2 separate regions of the Cricetulus griseus genome follow, and region 1 is linked to region 2. Evidence: chromatin contacts called from public Hi-C data. All regions are on one chromosome and are shown on one strand. The core of a region is the stretch at or near the end of the contact, and the rest is flanking DNA. Distances in the headings are between cores, read along the strand shown. Region 1 overlaps Pcnx2 (pecanex-like protein 2). Region 2 holds the start of Sipa1l2 (signal-induced proliferation-associated 1-like protein 2).

Region 1 (3,791 bases), core at 216-2,715, 330 kb after region 2:
GCTGGGGCTGTGCGCAGGCAAAAGGCCTCAGCTTCCAGCTTGGATTTCTGTTCCTGGGACTCTAGGCTGGGGGAGAAACACTGCCTCTTAACTTTGCACCAGAGTCCCCAGGATGAGGGCCATTATGGGAGGAACAGAGATCAACAAAGATAGAGAAATCAGCAAGGGCAGGGAAGAAACCACGGGAAGGCCCATCACCTGGCCCTCACTGTGATCAAAGGCAGCAAGGTTTCCCAAGTCTTTTTTAATGCTGGCACAGCAAACACACATCTCTCATTCAAATTAACAGTGACACAGCTTCGTGCCTGGGGTTAAGTATCCCCAGCCAGTGTTGAAATGTGCTGTGCTGAGTGCAGTTATCAGGTTTACTGAGCAGCCCCCATATCTCACTGTTCTGCACACCCCACAGTCTTACTGTAGTGCCCCTCCCCCCTGCTCTTCCAAGCTCAAGGTCTCCACTTCCTTGGAATAAGGCAAAAGTCAGGTGACTATTTCTGGCACACCCTTCTTTGAGACCCAGGTGCATCCTTAAACATCATGGCTGTAGGCTGAGGAGATGGGGATGAAGCATTTGCCACACAAGCATGAGGACAGTTTGAGCCCCAGAACGGACACAAAATTTGGGTATGCTCTTGTGATCTCAGCACTGGGGAGGCAGAGAATGGTGGGCCCTTGGTGAGCACCAGCCAGCAAATCCATTCTACTTGGTGAGGCCCAGGTCCCAATGAGACAACCCCCTCCCCGAAAAAAAAAAAAAAAGAAAAAAGAAACAAAGTCCCCTGAGAGATGGACTGAGAACCGTGCTAACATCAAGGTTGGGACTTTCAAAGGAAAGACAATACTTGGGAAATTTGTAGACAAAATAAATAGAAATCTTTGCTGAACAAAGACTAAAAGTTTGTATTCATGACTGTCAGCCCAGAACCTGGAGACAGAGGCAGGAGGACCCAAAGTGCAAGACTAGCCTGGGCTGCATGTCTCAAAAAGCAAACAAGGGCTGGAGAGATAACTCAGTCAATGAAGTGTTTGCCTTGCAAGTGTAAGGACGTGAGTTCGATCCCCAGAACCGACACAGTGAAGCGTGGCAATGTGTGTTTGTAATCCCTGCACTGAGGAGGCAGAGACAGCTGGGGGGGGGGGCTCACTCCAGCCAGCCTAGCCTGCTTGTGGAGCTCCAGGGCAATGAGAGACTGTCTCAAACGATATCTGAAGTTCTCTTCTGGCCTACACACACACACACACACACACACACAGAGAGAGAGAGAGAGAGAGAGAGAGAGCAGGGGGTGTGGGTGGTATTTTCATTACAAAGCCTGAAAATGAAGAGTGGAAGTCCAATGTGAAGTGAACCATTTCAACTCTGAACATTCGTTAACTTTCCAGGCAACTTCTTCCATTTCCTGGGCTAATGACCTACTTCCAGATCAGTTTTCAGCAAATCAGCTCACTCTGGGCTCTGAACTACTAAATCAGTCCTGTGTTCCAGTCAGTTAAACATGGAGGGAGTTTATAGTGAGGCAGTATTTCCCAGCAGCCCCTGGAAAGGCTGCAGTTCAGGTTTCTGGGGAAAGCAGAGTACATTCAGATAACCTTCCCCAAGGCACCTGCTTGATGAACAGTTAGTGTGTGACTCAAGGTGCTCCACGAGTCTTCAGCAGTGGGGGGAGGTGTGCTGTTTCTTACCGTCTTTTGGGGGGGGTAGGGGGAGGGGGGGTCAGGAGGGGAAATGAACTTCCTTTCTTAGCTTCCTTCAGGAATCCCTAAAGAGATATGGAAGTTACATGGCCCACAAGTTCCCATTTAGAGCTGAGCATCTGGGACATAAAACTGGCACGTGACAACCAGGCCTCACAATGGCTAAGAGAGTCGCCTTCCTGCCAGTAATGGGATCCAGCAGTTTAACAATTTAGTTGGAGGTGCTCCCAGCCACTGAGGTCACCTTAGAGCGGAAGAGCTTTTTTTCCAGTACCTTCATTGGTGAATAGCTTATGGAGCCCTAGCCAGGCCCCCTTCCAATCTGAAAGTCAACATTTTAATTTGCTACAGTTGGAGGATCCAGAACTTAATGGCTGTAAGTGCTAGAGACAGACTATTAACTACACACCCTCAAGCTGCCTTAGATTCCAGGGCATTGGACCACAGGCTTCTGGGAAAAGACTATGTCCTTAGCTGCTCACTCCACAGACAGGTAAAGTGGCCCCTGATGAGACCGAGCTTCCTCCTGGCACATGCCAGGGGTTGGCTGGCTGCTGTGACAAGTTAACACTGAACTTTGTCCTCCTTTTCTACCCAGAAGAGACAAACACATGACACCAAGTACGCTCCACAGTAGGCTCTGTCTTGAAAACTGCATAAATGCGTGTGTGCACATGCCCGCACACGTGTGTGCATGTGTTCCCTGTGATTGTCAGAGGTCAAGCTCTGGTGTCATCTCTCAGGTGCCACCCACCTTGTTTTGAGAGAAGGCATTCTCATTACCCAAGGTCTGCTGACTAAGGTGAGCTGGCTGGCCAGTGAGTTTTGGAGATCTACCCATGTCTACTATCCCATGCTTAGATTACAAGTGTGCTGCACCACACCTGACTTTTTAATGTGAATTCTAGGTCCCTATGCCTATGTAGCAAGTGTTTTACCAAGTGTTTTAACTTCCCAGCCCAACTTCAATTTTTAAAGCAAGCCAGTGTGTTAATTCATTGTTTCTCTCAACTTATGGGTCAAAAAAGTTGACAAGGAACAGCAATGTGGCTCAGTGAGTAAAGGTACTTGCCACTAAACCTGATGACCCCAAAAGTCTGCTTCCTAGGATCTATGTGGTGGAAAGAGAAAAGCTATCCTTTGACCTCCACATAAGTACGGTGAGGCACACACACACACCCTAAAATAAATAAAAAGTGTAAGGCAAAATTTTCAAATGTAACAAGTAAAAAATTAAACCATATGAAACAAAATAAACACAGGTGCTGGGATTCGAACTCATGTCAGAAATGGACCTGGAGCAGGTCTGGGTCTCACATCAGCTCTACCTCCATTTCAGCTTTCTGGCTGATAAAGAACTGCTTCCCTCAGAGAACATGCAGCTGGGAGCTCTGCTCATGTCTACATAGAAGGTTCCGAGAGAGTGAGGCTGGAAGTTTCCGTTTGCTCTAGTTTCTCTCAGATAGAAGGAAGTCCTGTCAATTCTGTATTCACATGTGTTGATAACTCTCTCGGGGCTATGAGCTACCAGGTTGCTTCACAAAGACGCAGGGCATGCTGGGATGCAATGTAAGGTGGGAGACCCCTGGCTCTTCCTGGTGGCAAAGCTGCCAGCAGCTGTCATTGCTCTGGCTGGGTCAGAGGTCATTCTTTACCTTTGGGTTTAGAGACAGTGATTAGGAGATGCCACCCCTCCCCCCATGTGCTCACACACCCACACCAGTGATGGGCTGAAAACCCACAGAGAGCACTTGCCCCAAATGAACTAATGCATGGTTGGCTGTAGCACAGGGGAAGGATGCTCGCTATAATCCTCTGGTGAGGGGCTGGAAGCTCAGCTCACTGGTAGAGTGCTGCCTGGAATCTAGGATGAGGTGATGGGATACTGCTTAGTGATAGAACACCTGCCTAGAATCTCTCCGTGAGGCACTGGGGATGGGGTTCATCTAGCATGCATGAGGTCCTGAGATTCAACTCCCAAAGTACATAGACGTAAAAGAACTCTAGTATGGAAAGTGCAGAGAAAGTGAAAGAAAGCAAGAATGGGGGCGACTGATAAAGAGAAATTAAAGAGAGAAAGCAAGTGAGTGGGGGCC
Region 2 (3,787 bases), core at 426-2,925:
GTCACTCATGAGGCAGGAGGACCACAAATTCAAAGCCTGTTTGAGCTACCATGTGAGGTCAGCCTAGGTAGACTCTTCTAAAATAATAACAATAAATAGATGACTATTTTAAGATAATAATAAGTGGGACGGGGAATGCAGCTCAGTGGTAGAGTGCTTCTCTAGCACACCCAAGCCTCTAGGTTTAATTCCAAAAAAATAAAAGCACTTAACCCAGAATGTAAAAATCTGCTGGACCAGTTAACTAGAGGCAATTGTACTAGTCATTAAAGAGCTGTGCTCAGTCAGAAAAGCAGCAGCAGACCTCATCAGGGGAGAAGGAAATGCAGAGGTCCCTGACACAATCCTCAGTATGACTCAGGCAGACGCACTGGACTACAGATCTTCCTCAAAGGCTGCTGGTCAACCCTCAGGCACGAACAGCCCTGCATGAGCCCCAAACTCAAGACAGACTGCTCTTTCCACCACAGACCCCATCTCTGCCTGTTCCCGAAGCCTCCAAACTAAACCCGGGCAGTGAAAACAGCACACGTAGAAATCTACGAAAGTGTAATCATCAAACCCACCCCTAGGACTCTCCATTCTCCAAATAAGTCAAAACACGATGCAGAGCGCAGCTGAGGAGCAGCTTGCTCATATTCACCTTTTAGGTGGTATACATCAAAGCCCACTTTTCCGTATTTGCAAAAATAACTGGCTTAAGCCTTAAGGGGAACAGTATATTTCAAACAAAGCAGCAGTTTGGGATACTTTCTTCCCTTTCATTTCAATTTGTAAGACGTTAAATAAATAAATAAATCCCAGCCTAGACTGCAGACGCAGGAAACTCAAGCAGCCAGTGGACTAAATGCCTGTCATAAGAAAGCCATCTAGTGTTAAAGTTTAGAAGTGAAACCGCAGACAAAAGGAACATTTCTGGGACTATTTTGAAGTTACTGGGAAAACCAATGAGAATAACCAAGATACCCGGTTTTCTGTGAATGACTTGGGTTTGGGGGTGTTTTTCCGCTTTGCTTTTTTCTCTCGCTGTTTATTCTTCTTTCTTAAAGCCATCCTTGTCCAGACCAAGTCAACTCTAAGCAGAATCCAAAGCGCCTAAGACCTGTTTTGACCAAAATCAGGTACCGCCGAGCCCCAATTCGTGAAGACGCACTTGCTGTCGGTTCGCCGGTGCTGGCGTTGGCCGGCTGAATTAAGATACCCGGAGCCGGTTAATGACGACAAACGTCTCCCTGAGGGGTGACGCCAAGTTGTTCTCGGCTCTCGCTCTCGGGAGGATGAGCCGAAATTGATTCTCTGGGTTCTGCGGCCAGGCTGAAATGAATGTGCCGGCGCTGCCGGGTAGCTCCCCGACCGCGGTCTTCACCCGCGAAGACGCAAGCCCGCGCGTACAAAGGAGCGGGAGCCCCGGGGGAGCGGCCCGCAAGTTGGACACAGCCGGGCAGGTCCGGTCCCCACGACCCGCACCAGCGGACGCACCCCGCACCCCCCGACACGCACCTCGGAGCGGCAGTCCTCTGGGCCCCTCTAAGGCCGGCGCGCAGAAGCCGGGGCCTCGCCGCCCGCCACCGTCCGGCGCTACCCATGGGCGCGCTCCCCGCGCGGCCGCTGCGCCCGCGGTTCGAGCTGTCGCCAGGCGCCGCGCTGCGTCCTCGGCCGCCGGCTCCGTCTGCAGCCGGCTCCCCGCCGCCGCCCGCCCCGGCACCGCCCCACGCGCCCCGTCCCCACCTATTGGCCGGTGCTCCGGCAGGCCCCACCCCGAGCTCTGCAGCCCCTTTCATTGGCCAGTACCAGGACAGTCCCCGCCCCTAGAGCTCCGCCCACGCCCATTGGCCAACAGGACAGGCCCCGCCTCGGGCTCTCCGCCCACGCCCATTGGCGCGCCTCCTGGCCAGACTCGTCCCTTGCAGTCGGGCGCGCGCGAGCGTCCTGGGAGAGCGAGTTGCCTGTGGCTGGGAGCGCGAGGCTTCAGCCTGCGGCGAGGAGCAACTGGCCTCCCACCGCTCGCGAGTCGGGGCGCCCTCGGAGCGACCCGTGCTCTCCGGGTGTGGACTCTCAGCCTCGCAGGCTCTTACCTTTCTGGCCTCCTGAGGGTCGCCATAGCCCGGCGAAGCCCGGGGGATTCACTTGACGCAAAAGTCCTAAGCGCAGTCCGCGCCGGTCTGGGGGACCTGTGATGCTCGTGTAGGCTCTCGCCTGCCCGGAACGTCTACACTCCGTGTTCAGGCCTTGTCTGTCCTCCAGGAAGCCTCACCTGCTGCTGGCTACAGTACACCTGTATTGGGCCCTATTCTGAGATGTCCCGGCTCCAGGAGGCGTTAATGAGACAGGTGCTGGTGGCAGGATTTCCCGAGCCGAGCGGGCTTTCACGTTGTGTCACCAGAGTCTCGATCTGGGTTGATTGGGACTTTGAGCTTCTCCCTGGAAGAGGTAATGTTACGATGTTATCTCTCCTTCCCGGTCGCAGTGCTTCCGACTGCACACACACACACACCCTGGTAAAATTTAAACAAAGTGGATCCCCACCCACGTTGTATTTCTCTGCGTACACAATGTCCAGTCCTTTATATATCATTTTATAATTCAGGCGGAATGCATAGGAATTGGCCTGGCAAAACATGTCTGCGACCTGTATATGACACAACACTCCTGAGATCTCCAGGTTTTGAGGTCTTTCTCAAGGTTTGTCTCATACTTAGCGTTTACAAGGTTGTGTATGCACTGAACAAACATGGGGCCTGATAAATGACCTATGCTGCTGTGCTTCCTGGGAAGCTTTTTCTGTTACTTTCCGGACATGTGCAGAAGAAACTCAAGGCAGAGTTTCTGGTAAGGAGGTAAAAGGGCAGTGCATGGCCATGGACTCAGGGTATCTTACAGAAAGAATATAAAATGCCTCTTTTAGCAAAGGTTTGGAGGCCGCTGAAGTTTCAAAGAAAAGTACCAACCCTGAAGCATACAGGTGAGCTTGGCTAAAAGCCAGTATGATCCAGATTCCTCGGCCATTAAGAGCATTCACTGTTGCTGCAGAGGACATGGCTTCCGTGCCCAGCTTCCAATGACCACTCTCAAACATCTTTAACTCCAATTCCGGAAGATCAGAAGCCCTCTTCTGGCCTCTCTGGGCATTGCACTCATGTAGTACACATAGGTGAATGCAAGCAATCACTCACACACGCACGTAAAAGCAAGCTAGTTTGAGCTATCATAGGTTCATCATCTCCGGTTCACTTTCCCCTAAGCCTCCCTCCCTGCCTTTCAAAGGCCTCATTACCCTGGGGATTCTTCTGTGCTCAGGGATGCCTACAGAAACAAGCTCTAGGGATCCTTCCAATCCATTTCTCCTACACTTCTGACTGAAGTAATTCCTAATCAGTCTAAGAAAAATGAAAGGGACAAAGATATGCCAACCAATCCAAGGAGCTGAGTTTTCCAGCTAACCTTTCTGCTGCTTGTGGCTGTCTACCTTTTCGCTTGTTAATTTCCTTAACAAGCCACAAGATTCAACCTACAAGGATTCCTGCAGAGTAATAAAGGTCAATGGCTAACTTACTGAAGATGTTGAACCCCACATTTATTTTCTCCTTCCCCTTTCTACTACAACCTTCCTGTTAAAGCTTTTCTTTTCATGCCAAATGAATATTCATAATCTGCAACAAATAGGTATTGATTTTATACACAGTTCAGGGCCTGATGTTAGAACCAAAGGGCTAACATATGAGGTTTCGAGATAAGGAGCAGTTTGAGAGCAGATAGGTGGCCTGGCACCCACAAGGAGAGCTGGTGA

Evidence for each region. A called contact is a pair of places that touch in the nucleus more often than the background predicts.
Region 1: a contact with region 2 is called in a Hi-C map of the CHL-YN cell line, with 10 times the contacts expected there. The contact joins the enhancer-like site here to the promoter of Sipa1l2 in region 2. A contact is called at or near these places in 4 of 8 Hi-C or Micro-C datasets (the CHK-Q cell line, the CHL-YN cell line, the CHO-K1 cell line and 1 more).

The regions. Positions count from the first base shown.
Region 1 is chr3:202,677,421-202,681,211 of CriGri-PICRH-1.0, forward strand. The region is part of intron 8 of Pcnx2 (pecanex-like protein 2); the gene reads right to left. Among named protein-coding and RNA genes, the nearest start is that of Pcnx2, 29 kb to the right of the region's middle. Within about 2 kb of position 1,466, at least 1 of the 6 cell types and tissues checked has open chromatin away from gene starts, as enhancers often do.
Region 2 is chr3:202,347,812-202,351,598 of CriGri-PICRH-1.0, forward strand. It overlaps Sipa1l2 (signal-induced proliferation-associated 1-like protein 2), which reads right to left and starts at 1,676. Exons shown (of 23, transcript XM_027404809.2): 1 at 1,501-1,676.